Linked DNA regions of Sus scrofa: region 2 is linked to region 1. A link is a contact called in public HiChIP or PLAC-seq data. All regions are on one chromosome and are shown on one strand. Each heading gives the region's core, a stretch centred on a gene start, on an enhancer-like site or on the middle of the called end of the contact. The rest is flanking DNA. Distances are from core to core; before and after follow the strand shown. Region 1 holds the start of SCAI (protein SCAI). Region 2 overlaps SCAI (protein SCAI).

What was found. HiChIP or PLAC-seq counts read pairs in DNA pulled down with a chosen protein or histone mark.
Region 2: an H3K27ac HiChIP or PLAC-seq map of alveolar macrophages shows a contact between it and region 1. The contact joins the enhancer-like site here to the promoter of SCAI in region 1. A contact is called at or near these places in 1 of 5 promoter capture datasets (liver), 9 of 47 Hi-C or Micro-C datasets (alveolar macrophages, embryonic fibroblasts, epiblast stem cells and 4 more) and 2 of 2 datasets of contacts at active chromatin or transcription factors (alveolar macrophages and skeletal muscle).

What each region holds. Positions count from the first base shown.
Region 1 is chr1:265,864,701-265,871,442 of Sscrofa11.1, reverse strand. It overlaps SCAI (protein SCAI), which reads left to right and starts at 4,344. Exons shown (of 18, transcript XM_021068616.1): 1 at 4,344-4,507; 2 at 5,226-5,270. The coding sequence starts at 4,455.
Region 2 is chr1:265,797,683-265,804,154 of Sscrofa11.1, reverse strand. The region is part of intron 2 of SCAI (protein SCAI); the gene reads left to right. Among named protein-coding and RNA genes, the nearest start is that of SCAI, 66 kb to the left of the region's middle. Within about 2 kb of position 1,559, at least 1 of the 83 cell types and tissues checked has an H3K27ac peak or open chromatin away from gene starts, as enhancers often do. A contact at or near this core is called in alveolar macrophages, where this site is marked.

The DNA.
Region 1 (6,742 bases), core at 3,095-5,594:
TTCTATCCATTCTTTAACTGCCATCTTTGTTTTGCCCGATTTTTTTCCTCTTCAGCTGAATAATGGCTTTTTGCATGAAAAAAAAAAAGTTTTTACTATTAGACATGTGAAGGAAAGAGAGTGAATGTATTGGACTTTGTAAGCCTAAAAGGGATATTTGGATCCCTCTGATAAATAAGGGCTATGTACTATATAGCGTGATCATGTGCTGGGAGATATTTGCCAGTCATAGATTTGTAGGCAGGAGGCTCTGTTCCTCCCTGTATCTAGGCTGAATGTAAAATCCCTTCTGTTGTATTAATGGGGGTAATAACTTTTTATTTGCCTATGATATACGTCGTTTCTAATAAAATGTCCTAGGCTCTAGTGAGAACTGTCGACTTTTAATTACCAATCATTCCCCTTTTCTCATTTTCCTGACATGTTCTTGGCTAGCTTTTTATAGGTTGATGCTTTTTCCTGATAAATCTCACCATTTAAAGGTGTTCATTTGGGTGTGATCTTAAAAAGCCTGTATCAAGAGCACCTCTCTGATATGCAACCTGCATCAGCTTCTACTTTGTCTGGATGTCTTGAACTGTTGGAAGATTTTGATGTCTTAAACCCTGGCTGTTGCTTTTAAAATAAGGTGTGAAATATTGTTCTTTGCATTAAGATTTGTGGGTTTTTGTTTTTGTTTTTGTTTTTGCTTTGTAAGCCCAGCACCAGGTTTTGGAAAAATGCCTGTACTGTGAAAGCAAATCCGAACTCTTGCTGAGCCTCTTTCATTGTCGGAAATAGAATTGCTTTCCATCAGCCTCCAAAAATTGTGTATCTGGAATCAAAGAAATTTAACAGCAAGAATCCAGATTTTTAAATGTGCTTGTTTTCTAAATGCTAAATGTTTGTAAAGCACCTTCAGTTCTTTGGATGAAAGGTGCTATATTCTGTCAGTGTAAATTAATAAAAAGATTATAGGAAGTTTGTCAAAAAATGTTATCTAATGAAGTCTGTAGTATGTCCCAATAAGAGGTTAGCATTTTATATAACACAGTTTAAATTAAAAAAAAATATGCTATTCCTTCACTTGGTTGCTTGACTAGTAAACGGAAATGAAACTTTTTCTTGTTATGCATTTGACTCTAAGCGTTCCAGTTCTTTAAGGTGATATTCCTTATTAAGTCCTGGATCCAGTGCCTAGAACCATGTTTGTGAGATCATCGGAACTTTCTCAGTTGTGTATTTAAACAGTGTGCAGTCATGCTGATGAAATATACACCAAACACCAAAAAGAAGCATTTGGAAAGTCCCCTAGCATGAAGTCAAACACAATAGATTCTTGGGGAAGGTTGGTTCCTTATTCTCCTCTTACTAGTTTTCTGTTTCTTTGTCAATCACTTATATGTGCCTTTCTTTCCCTTGTGATAGTAAGCTTATGCTGGCTTGGGTCATGCAAATGTTTTCGTAATTCAAAAATGCATGAAATTTATGAATTTTTTTGTATCAACAAAATACTTACTATATAAGTATATTCCACTTAATCCATGAGCACCCACTATTCTCAGTACTTTTCTTTTCATCTTTTTGGGCTGCACCAGAGGGATACGGAGGTTCCCAGGCCAGGGGTCCAGTCAGAACTTCAGCTGCTGGCCTACACCAGACTCACAGCAATGCGGAATCTGAGCTGCGTGTGCAGCAAAGCTGGATCCTTAACCCACTCGCTGGTGGAGGCCAAGGATTGAAACCGCATCCTCATGGATGCTGGTCAGGTTTGCTAACTGCTGAGCCACGATGGGAACTCCAGTACTTTTCTTTTTATATAAATGGGAATGGAGGCATCATGGAATAGTGGAGAAAATAAAGTCTTTGGGGTCAATCTAGGTAAAACCCTCCGCTCTGCCAGGCAGTAATAGCAGCTAACATTTATTGAGCACACTTAGATAAATGGCCTATTTTGTGCCACCCGTACTATGGCTCTGACTGTAGTACCTCTTTTTTTTTTTTTCTTCTTCAGATGAGGAAACGGGCTTGGTATTAGAATAGGTAACTTGCCAAGGTTGCACAGGAGAGCTGGAACTTGGAGCCTCTAGAGCATCCTAGAATAGTACATCTTGGACTTCCCATTGTGGTGCAGCGGAAACAAATCTGACGAGGAACCATGAGGTTTCGGGTTCGATCCCTGGCCTCACTTAGTGGGTTAAGGATCTGGCATTGAAGTGGGCTGTGGTGTAGGTCGCAGATGCGGCTTGGATCCCTCGTTGCTGTGGCTCTGGCGTGGGCTAGCAGCTGTAGCTCCAATTCGACCCCTAGCCTGCACCTCTATGTGCCGTGGGTGTGGCCCTAAAAAGAAAGCCAAAACAAACAAAAAAAATCTGTGTCTAAAATAAGAGAATACCATACAGTGTTGATTTTAGGATTAAAGATAGCACACAGAAAAAGCCCAATCCTCGGCCCAAAACTGCCATTTATTGAGGGCACACTTACATACATTTGCCCACATTCCACGTAGTTGGGAAATAAAAATAATCCAAGGCAATATATAATTGCTGACATAGTGTAGTTTATTTAAGTACAACAAATGTGGAGAAGGAAATGTAGGATGGGGAAATTGGGGAAGACTTAGGAAGAGGAAGTGTGAATTAACGCACTAGAACAAGGGGCTGTGCATTTCTTATACAGTAAAAGAAGCAGGGGTTACTAGAACTTGGAGATGATAGGGAGATGGAATGTAAGGGTGCTTGGGAAAGCGTAAGAAATAAATAGCTGCAGCTCTGTTGACAATACCATGTATCAGAGAGGGGTTGGCCAATTGTGAAAAACCTTGAAAGCTAGGCGGGTGATTTTCATTCATACTTTAAGAAACATAATGAGTGATATTCAAGATTAGTGTCAGTAAGTTGATCCTCCCCACCAGCACTCTTCCTACCCCACCTCCCCCAGTCTTCTTTGACAAACTATTTGGGGGTTCTTTCCCTTTTCTAGCTTGGTGATAATAAGGGTGGATATTGTTGGTTGGGATTGAGGCTATTTGTGGTTCTGTAATTTTAGGATTATGTAAAATATTGGGGAGCCAACAGATGTTCAACCTTTTTTTTCCCCCGTCAAAGCCATTTTAGAAGTCCTATTATAGTTTACTATTTCATAGAAGGAAGGTCAGTTTTAACATCAAAAGATGTAAAAAGAGCCATCGCAGAGGACATCCCTTTATACCAAATAAATTTGGCTTTATGAAAAGCAGTCTCATTTTTGCCATTTGTGAAGATCAGTAAGAGACTTGTCCCCAACTTTTTGGTGTGTACAACTCGAAGACGTCACATTTTTGACGTGTAAAAGTGTGTTCTAATAAAACATGAGCTTAAAAGAAAGTTTTATGCCTCCTTCCAGCTCCAAAAAGATACCAAAGATCTACAGAACAAAAATCCCAGGGGAATGCAGAAAGGCTGAAGGAGATTCCACTTTAGAGGAAGAATTTTGTACATATGTTAATCAGTTATGTCTTATTTTCAAGGGTGGCCTTGTTAAAGTAGAAAAAAGCTAACTGATGTATTATGTTTATGTGCTGGTAGTCTTGCAGGCTTAGGTCTGTCAACACTAAAAATGCAAGGGAATTTTAAAAAATTGATTAGCTGGAGTAGAAGTCACAATCTGCAGTATCATTGGACAGTTAGCAACACATTCTATTTCGGCCTCTGAAAACGGTACACATTGTTATTGCTAACTGCATCAATTCTGTTTGAAGGGTTGATTTTCCTTTCTTGGTAATTAAAAAAAAAATCTCTTGCTTTTTTGGACGCCTGCACCCATGCTTGTTATCTCTTATACAGAGAATTGAGCATTTAACCCACGCTTCATTTTGATAGATTTTTAAGTTTTCTTTCTGGATCCTCTAGGAAGGGTATGGTATCTGAGCTCTGACCATTTCACCATGATGTAGTCAGGAACTGGATACGAGATGGTTCAAAATGAAGCTCATTTTGGAGACTCACCTCATTGTCACACCTGCCAGAGGCGTTTGGGAAATTGCAGCGCTTGGCTGTTGGTCCTGGCCTGGTTGCAGTGGAGGGGGTGCCAGCAGGTGTGTGGGATGCAGGACTCTGAGCCAGGAAAACCTGCCCGCAGGTGTCTGGGCGCCGGAGATGCAGTTTCTACTTTAGGCCGCACGGTGGCGCTTAGGTCTCCCCGGCCCTGCTAGCAGTCTCTAAGGCACCTCCGCCGCCACCTGCAGTCTCAACCAAACTCTAGGCGGTGGGATGTGACAGCCCGAGCGTCCAATCGGCCGCCAGGCTCTCGGCCACACTACGGCTCTAGCCAGTGGGAGCCGAGGAGAGGCGCGGAGGAGGCGGGCCCCGCCGCAAGCCTGGCAGAGGCGCGAGGCCCTCCTCCCGCCTCTCCGCCTACTCCAGCCTCCGCCGCCTCAGCTACCCGAGCGAGCCCTGCGGCCGCCGGAGCAGCTCCCGCGGCGGAGCAGGAGCCGGATGGTCAGAGGAGCCCGGCAGCCCCAGCAGCCGCGGAGTCGCCTGGCCCCTAGGTGGGGCGGGGCTGGGAGGAGGTCGGGGTTGGGGATGCGGTGGGGGCGCGGGAGCGGGCCCAGGGGCAGCAGCTCGCGCCGTGAAGCGTTCGGGGCGCCGAGACTGGAGGGGCGGGGGGTTCAGGCTGCGGGGAATTCGGGAGAAGCTTCGGGGCGGCGGAACGACTGGGCGGCGATCGCATCTTCTAGGCCGGATGAGAGGGGCGTGTAAGGGAAGGGGCGCCGAGGGGTGAGACTGGGGGCGCTGGGCCGGGAGGGGCAGGGCGCGCGCAGCCGGCGGAGGGGCCATGGAATGCGGGGTGCGCGGGGCCTGGAGGGGCGGGGCTCGGAGGGGCAGTGCATGGTCGAGAGCGGGTGGGCACGGGAAAGGGGAAGCCCGAGGGGCTTGCGGGGGTGATGAGGCAGACAATGAGTGGGTGGTGGTGGATGGTTTTGGGGAGCTGGGCTGTGACGAATAGGATCTGAGGATGGAGTGAGAGACCAGGAGGCAAAGCAGGGTTTGGGCTAAACAGACGTTAGGGGAACAGTGTATCCCAGGATTGCTTGGTCTCGGTAAATAGGGGAAGCGGAGCATAAGGCATTTGTCAAGTCAGGTATGGGTTTAGCGAGCCTGTAGTTCTGGAGGGTGGTGCATTGAGTTCTTGACTGGCACAGTAGGGCCCGCAGATGTGTCCTGGTATGTTACTTTTAGTTACCATCTTCTCTGTTTGGTCTGTAGACTGACTGGCACAGTGGAGAAACCACCTCGAAAACGGAAAAGCAGGTAAGGCAAAATACCTTCCTAATTTTGCTCTGTGTTTTTCCATTTGCTTCGCTGCACCTATGCTATACTGCATAATTATACACTGTCAGTAGATGAAGTTTTTTATTTAGCTCCTTTCTTAATGAATATAACTCTCTGCAAGCTCTCTCTTTTGAGGACTTCAAAGTACTACCTGTACACTTTTTTTGGTATCCAAGACTATGTGGGGAAGAGATGTAGGTAATTGAGAAGACCTCGTGTTTTTTTCCCTTTAGCCATGACTTCAGCTTCTCCACCAGCTTTCATTAAAAAGCTCATGTTTATTAAACATCTGCTATGTGCCAGGTACGAAGTGTGGGTGCTTATTTGTATTCTGTAATCCTCGAAGCACCCCCTCAAGGAAGTATGTACAATTGTCACTGTTTTTTACAGAAGAGAGAACTGAGGCACAAGAGAGGTCAAGCATTTACCCAAGATCACACACACACATCTCATGAAGATAGAACCAGGATTTGAATCTTGGTAGCCTGACTCCAGAACTGAAGCTCTCAACCATTATCCTATAATACTCCTAATAAATATACAATTGAAAATAGGTTGTCTTTATTGCTTTTTGCCCCCATTCTACATAGAGTCTAATAAATAATCAAACCATCGGAAAATAGAAGCAAAGGGCTTAAGCAGTCTGCAGCAAGTGCACTGTTCGTGAGTAGAGAAGAGCCTACATCCCGTTCCACAAACAGTACTGAGCACACGTGTCAGGTAGTACATAGCAGTTCTGTGTGGTCATTCAAAGATTCCTTTCTCACGGATGTGGGCATTGGCCTCGAGAAAATAAGTTGTAGTAGTGAGGATGTGACCGGTAGGACCACTGTAATAGTTAATATTTGCTGAGTTATTGACCTTTATATGCAGAAAAAAGTAGGTAGATAGGCAATGCTGATAGTGGAAGTCGTCAAGAGCCACAGTTCCTTTGTCACCCTTCAGGCCTGCACTGCCCGGTATGGTAGCAGTATATGGTTGTCAAATGCTCCAAAATGTGGCTCGCATGACCCAAGAACTGAATTTTTAATATTATCAGTCGTAATTAATTTAAGTTTAAAAACTGATCCTGGGAAATGTTTAAGGTGTCTGGAACAACTTGGATACGTGGATCTGCTTTTCCGTCTCCAAATTATGAAATCTAAATACGGTTCCGATTTTTTCACTGAAAATTTAATGTCCAAAGTGAGGCGTGCCCAAGGTATTAAAAAACACGCCAGATTTCAGAGTAGTACAAAAAAATGCATGTCAAATTTCTGCTTACTACTTTTTATATTAATTGCATCATGAATATTAAAGCTTAAGATATATTTGAATAAAAGTACCACTCATTATTTTTACTTTTTGCTTTTTGCTTTTTCTAACATAGCAACTAGAAAATCAAAAATGACATGTATGGCTGGCATTGTATTTCTTTTTGACAGCCCTTGTTTAACTGTCATTACCCACCT
Region 2 (6,472 bases), core at 310-2,809, 65 kb after region 1:
CACTGAGCCAGGCTGGGGATTGAACCCATCTTCTGGTGCTCCAGAGATGCTTCTGATCTCTGTGCCACAGAGGGAACTCCTCTTTGTCTCCACTTTTATTGTTACCCATGTGGTATGGTTACATACATGCTTTCCATAAATGTCTATAGAACCAGCCTTGTTTGTACATGATCAAATGTATTTTTCCCCACATAATTGATAGATATATGTATTTCATTCATGTCTTAATCTACCATTTATTTTTAAGGAAACCAGTGAAATTGCATTTGTGAAATTGTATTCACAGTTTTATATTAAAGTTTCAATTATCCATGATCTATTAATACTATAAGCATTTGAGGCCATGACAACTGTTTGTATAATATGGAGCTTGGCTTGTAATTTTGCTTCTTTATATTGTCCTTCCCTTTGGTGTCAGGGTTAAGTTAGCTCATTATAATGAATGTCGGAAGGGAAGTATACATTAAAATGAATGTTGGAAGGGAAGTTACCTGTTTTTTTCAGTGGCAAAACTTATTTGTAAAACCACGTGAGTCAGATGTTCATCTTCCCTCTTCTTTCTCTTCACATAATAACTGTGTAGCTCAATGAATTTTCACAGTGTTAACTCCAGGTCAAGAAATGAAATATTTCTAGCATTCCTCTTATTTCCTGCTTCCTCCCTAAAAGGAACCATTATCTTGATCAGTTTGTCAATTACCATAGTTTAGTTTTTATTTGTTTTGTACCTTATGTATTCTTTTGGGTTTTCCTACTTTCACTCAACAGTGTGCTGGGTTCATCCATGGTATTGCAGGTAGCTGTAGTGGGTTCATTTTCATTACACTATAATATTCCACTTATTTATCTATTTCACTATTGATAGATACTTGATTCCAGATTTTGGTAGTTACAGATTTTACTTCTATGAACATTCATGTTAATGTCTTTTGGTGCATACCCAGTGCATATCTGTTGGTATATTCCTAGTGGCTGCGTATACATTAGTAGATATTGCTAAATCTTTTTTTAGTAGTTTCTATTGCTGCACATTTCTTTCAACACATGGGGTTATCAGGTTTTTAAAAAACATTTGAGACATTCTGGTAGATCTGTCATTTTAACTTTAACTTACACTTCTCTGATGACTAATGAAAGTCACCACCCTTTCATTTGGTCATCCCCTTTTGTGAAACGTATGCTCAAGGCTTTTGCTCACCCTCACCCTCTCCTTTTTTTGTTGGACTATTTGATTGCCTTTTCTTACTGACTTGTAGAGGTTCTTCAGTTATTATTTTGGTTAAAAACCCTTTGTCAAATATATATTGCGAATAACTTCCTTTCCTCTGTGGCTTGTCTTTTCACTCTCTTAATGGTATCTTTTTTTTTTTTTTTTTTTTTCTTAACGGCCCCACCTGCAGCATATGGAAGTTCCTGGGCTAGGGGTTGAATCAGAGCTGCAGCTGCTGGCCTGCGCCACGGCCACAGCAATGTGGGATCTTAGCCACATCTGTGACCTACCCTGCAGCTCATGGCAACACTGGATCCTTAACGCACTGAGAGAGGCCAAGGATCAAACCCACTTCCTCAACCCACTGAACCACAACAGGAACTCCTTAATGGTGTTTTTTGATGAACACACTGTGTATTTGATTTTTAAAACTATCCAATTTTTCTTGGTAATCTGTTTAAGAAATCTTTTTTTACCCCATGGTCATAGGGATAGCCTTATATTATCATAACGTAACTATTTTGTTTTACCTTTTATGTTTATATCCACAGTCTACCTAGAATTTACATTTGTGTATGATGTAGGTCGGAGTCAAGATTCATGGTTTTTCTTCTAATTTAGATATCCAGTTGACCCAGCACTAGCTCTTTTCCCCTTTCTTTCTTTTTTTTTTTTTTGTCTTTTTTGTTGTTGTTGTTGTTGTTGTTGTTGTTGTTGTTGCTATTTCCCCTTTCTTTCTTTTTTTAAATAAACTATTTTTTCTGGTTGCCTCACTACCACCTTTGTTACATATCAAGGATCCCCGTACATGTGGATCATTTCTCAACTCTCTGTTCTGTTGTATTGATCTGTTTTTCTCTTCCTGCACCAATACCACAGCCTTCAGCCCTGCAGCTTTACAGAAGTCTCGAAATCCAGTGGAATAAGCCCTTCCATCTTGTTATTCTTTAAGGTTATTTTAGCTGCTTTTGGCTCTTGGTATTCCCATATAAATTATAGAGCCAGTTTTTCCTTTATCACAAACTTAAGATTTTGATTAGTACTGCATTAAATCTATAGGTCAATTTAGGGAGAATTGATGTCTTTATAATTTTGAAACTTTTGAGTTAAAAAGCATGGCATGTTCTGGAGTTCCCGTCCTGGCGCAGTGGTTAATGAATCCGACTAGGAACTACGAGGTCGCGGGTTTGATCCCTGGCCTCACTCGGTGGGTTAAGGATCCGGTGTTGCCGTGAGCTGTGGTGTAGGTTGCAGACGTGGCTCGGATCCCGCGTTGCTGTGGCTCTGGCGTAGACTGGTGGCTACAGCTCCGATTCGACCTCTAGCCTGGGAACGTCCATATGCCGCGGGAGCAGCCCTGGAAAAGGCAAAAAAGACCAAAAAATAAAAAATAAAAAAGCATGGCATATTCTTTTTTTGTCTTTTTGTCTTTTGTTGTTGTTGTTGTTGTTGTTGCTATTTCTTGGGCTGCTCCCGCGGCATATGGAGGTTCCCAGGCTAGGGGTCCAATCGGAGCTGTAGCCACCGGCCTATGCCAGAGCCACAGCAACGCAGGATCCGAGCCGTGTCTGCAACCTACACCACAGCTCACGGCAACGCCGGATCGTTAACCCACTGAGCAAGGGCAGGGACCGAACCCGCAACCTCATGGTTCCTAGTCGGATTCGTTAACCATTGCGCCACAATGGGAACTCCATATTCTTACTTTTCTATTAAATCTTCTTTAATTTTTACCTCTCAGAGTTTCACAGTTTTCTGTGATGAGATCTTCCACATTTGCATTATGTTTATTTCTAATTACTTGTTTTTGTTTGATGCTCTTATAAATGATATAATTTTTCTTTATTTAAAGTTTCACTTCTAATTATTTGTTCTTGGGGCTAGAAATATGGTTGGGCTTTTTATAATTCACATCATATCCCGTAACTTTGCTAAACTCACTGATTAATTCTAATACTTAATCTCTACGTTCTTTTGAAATTTCAATGGAGAAGTTTGTATTATCTATGAATATTGACAGTTTTATATCTATTAGATGGAAATATAATCACATTAAAGAGAAATAGATGAAATTAATTTTAATAGTATATTTTATTGAATAACCAAAATATTGTTATTTAGACATGTCACAATATAAAAATTAATGAGATTTTTATATCCCTTGTTTTCATACTAAGTTTTCTAATTTTGATGTATTTTGCATTTACAACACCTCTCAACTTAGAGTAGCCATGTTTCAAGGGCTAAGAAGCCGCATGTAGCCAGTGACTCCAGTTTTGGACAGTGTAGGTCTGGAGGGTGAAACAAACTTTTTTTTTAACCATCAATTTTTATATGTATAACATTTTACGGAAATGCTGACCTGATAATATGTTAAGTGCCAGCGAGAGATTAGATTTTTCAAGAAAGGTTTTACTGAAAAGATGCCATTTGAATAATATCTTGAAATATGCATACAAGTCTCCAGGTGAACAGCATAGGCCAAATTGTAATGTTGTATGAGCAGGACTGGTTCAGAGACTTGTACGTGTCTCAGTGTGGTTGGAGAATAGGTAATCGTGTGAGTGGTGGGTGAGACGGGCCAGCAGTTCTTTACCAGTTATGAGTAATTTATCAGTAATGATGGTTAATATGTTCCTTAAGAAAAGCTTCCAGGGATGTAATTGCTGAGTCTAATGAAAGAATGTACGTGTTGCTCAGTATCCACTGTGAGTCTCAAAGGTCTGCACCAATTTACACTGCCCCTAGCAAAGACGCTGGTTCTAGGACACACTCAACTCCAGTCATTACTATATATATATATTTTTTTTCTGTCTTTTTGCCATTTTTTGGGCCGCTCCCGCCGCACATGGAGGCTCCCAGGCTAGGGGTCGAATTGCAGCTATAGCCGACGGCCTACGCCAGAGCCACAGCAGCACAGGATCCGAGCCGCGTCTGCGACCTACATCACAGCTCACGGCAACACCGGATCGTCAACCCACTGAGCAAGATCAGGCACTGAACCCCGCAACCTCATGGTTCCCAGTCAGATTCGTTAACCACTGCGCTACCACAGGAACTCTCTGTGTATTTTTTGTATGCCCATCACTTTGTTTTTCACCTTTTAAAAATTTCATACTTCCTCTTTTTACTATTTATTTATTTTTTAATTGAAGTACAGTTGATTTACAATGTTGTGTCCGTTTTAGGTGTATAAGCAAAGTGATTCAGCTACATATTTTCCTTCCAGATTCTTTTCCATTATAGATTATTGCTACAAGATAGTAAATATAGTGCCTTGTGCTGTACAGTAAGACCTTGTTGTTTATCTATTGTATATAATCTCATACTCCTAATTTCTCTCTCCTCTACTCCCTTTCCTCTTTGGTAACCATGTTTGTTTTCTATGTCTGTGAGTCTGCTTCTGTTTTATAATTAAGCTTGTGTCATATTTCAGATTCTGAATATAGCTGATGTCATATGGTATTTGTCCTTCTCTGTCTGACTTACTTCACTTAGTGTGATAATCTCTAGGTCCAGCCATGTTGCTGCAAACGTCAGTATTTCATTCTTTTTATTGTAGTAATCCGTGGTATCTAAGTATCACATCCTTATCCATTCATCTGTTGAGGGACATTCAGGTTGCTGAGCAGTGTATTTTTAATGTGCTAACTTTGTTATTTTAGGATGTTTTGGTTTGTTACTGGCAAGGTTTCATGTTTTTTTTCTAAATAATATTGATGTATTACTGCCATCTAGTTCTCAGATCCCATTCAGACTTTACCATTTGTCCTAACAATATCCTTTACAGCAGAAAGATCCAGTTCAGAATCAGGCATCGCACCGCAGTCTTCCTTTCCTTCGGAGGAACGTCTTTGACACTTTTGGAGATTACAGCTTGGTTATTTTGTAGGCTATCTCTCCCAATTTGGTTTTGTCTGTTTCCTCATGATTAGATTTAAATTATGGGTCTTTGGCAGGAAAATCACTTGCGCTAACTGGTGATACAAGATTCTGATTTGTCTTTATATGAATGATGTTCACTTTGATCACTTAATCAAGGGGACGTCTGTCCGATTTCATTGCTGTGATGTTACTTTTTCCTTTTGGAATTAGTGTGTATTTTGTGAGCAGTGCTCTGGAACTGTCCCATTCACCCTCAGACTTTACATTTATTCATTCATTTATATCAGTATTGCTTTATTATTTCTTATTTTCTTTAGGAGGTTATAATTCATTACTGTCATGGTTTATTTTGATATTGAAATTATCCCCAGTCTGGCCAGTGGGAGCTCCTTCAAGCTAGATCCCATGTCCTTTTTTGTATCCTTGATTTTTTTATTTATGTATTCTAATTTTTTGAGATATCATTGACATATGACATCCTATCAGTTTAAGGTATACACATAATGCTTTGACATATTAAATATTGCAAAATGATAACCACGGTAAGTCTAGATAATAATATCATCTCACACAGTTGCCAATTTGTTTTCTTGTGATGAGCGCTTTAAGATCTACTTTCTTAGCAGTTTTCGGGTATACAATACAGTATTGTTAGCTGTAGTCACGATGCTCAACATCACATTTCCAGAGCTTATTTATTTTATCACTTGAGGTTTGTATCTTTTGACAACTTTCACTGTTTTCTGTCCCTCCTCACCCCTACCTCAGGTAATCAGTCTGTTCTCTGTTTCTGTGAGTTTGGTTTTTTTCTATGAGATTCCACATATAAGTAAGATCCTACGGTGTGATTTATTTCACTTAAGATAATGCCCTCAAGTTCCATCCATGCTGGTCTAAATAGCAGGACTCCCCCTTTTTGCTGCATATGGAAATTCCCAGGCCAGAGATCTAACCTATGCCACAGCAGCAGCCCCAGCTGAAAGGCTTTTTAATGGCTGAATAATATTCTACTATGTACATATACCACATTTTCTTTATCATTCATCTGTTGATAATCACTGAGGCCCTATGTATTTTTGATTTGCCCCTTTCATTCTTTGAGCACGTTGTTGCTCTCTGGCACAGATATTCCAGATGCATCTTGTACCTTTTCTGCCTCAGGGCTATTAGCCTGTTACAATTCTCCAAGGAGCTCTGGTTCCCTCTATTGGAGAGTGGTGTTAAAAGACAAGATTTGGGTGCTCAGTATGTCTGTACTATTGAGTGGGGGAGGTGGTCAGTGATCCCAGGCCCTCTCATTGGACAGCTGTTCAGACCTGGAGAGTATGTATGTGCTGTTACAACCCCCCCCCCACATTTATGTCTCTGTTTTTTAAA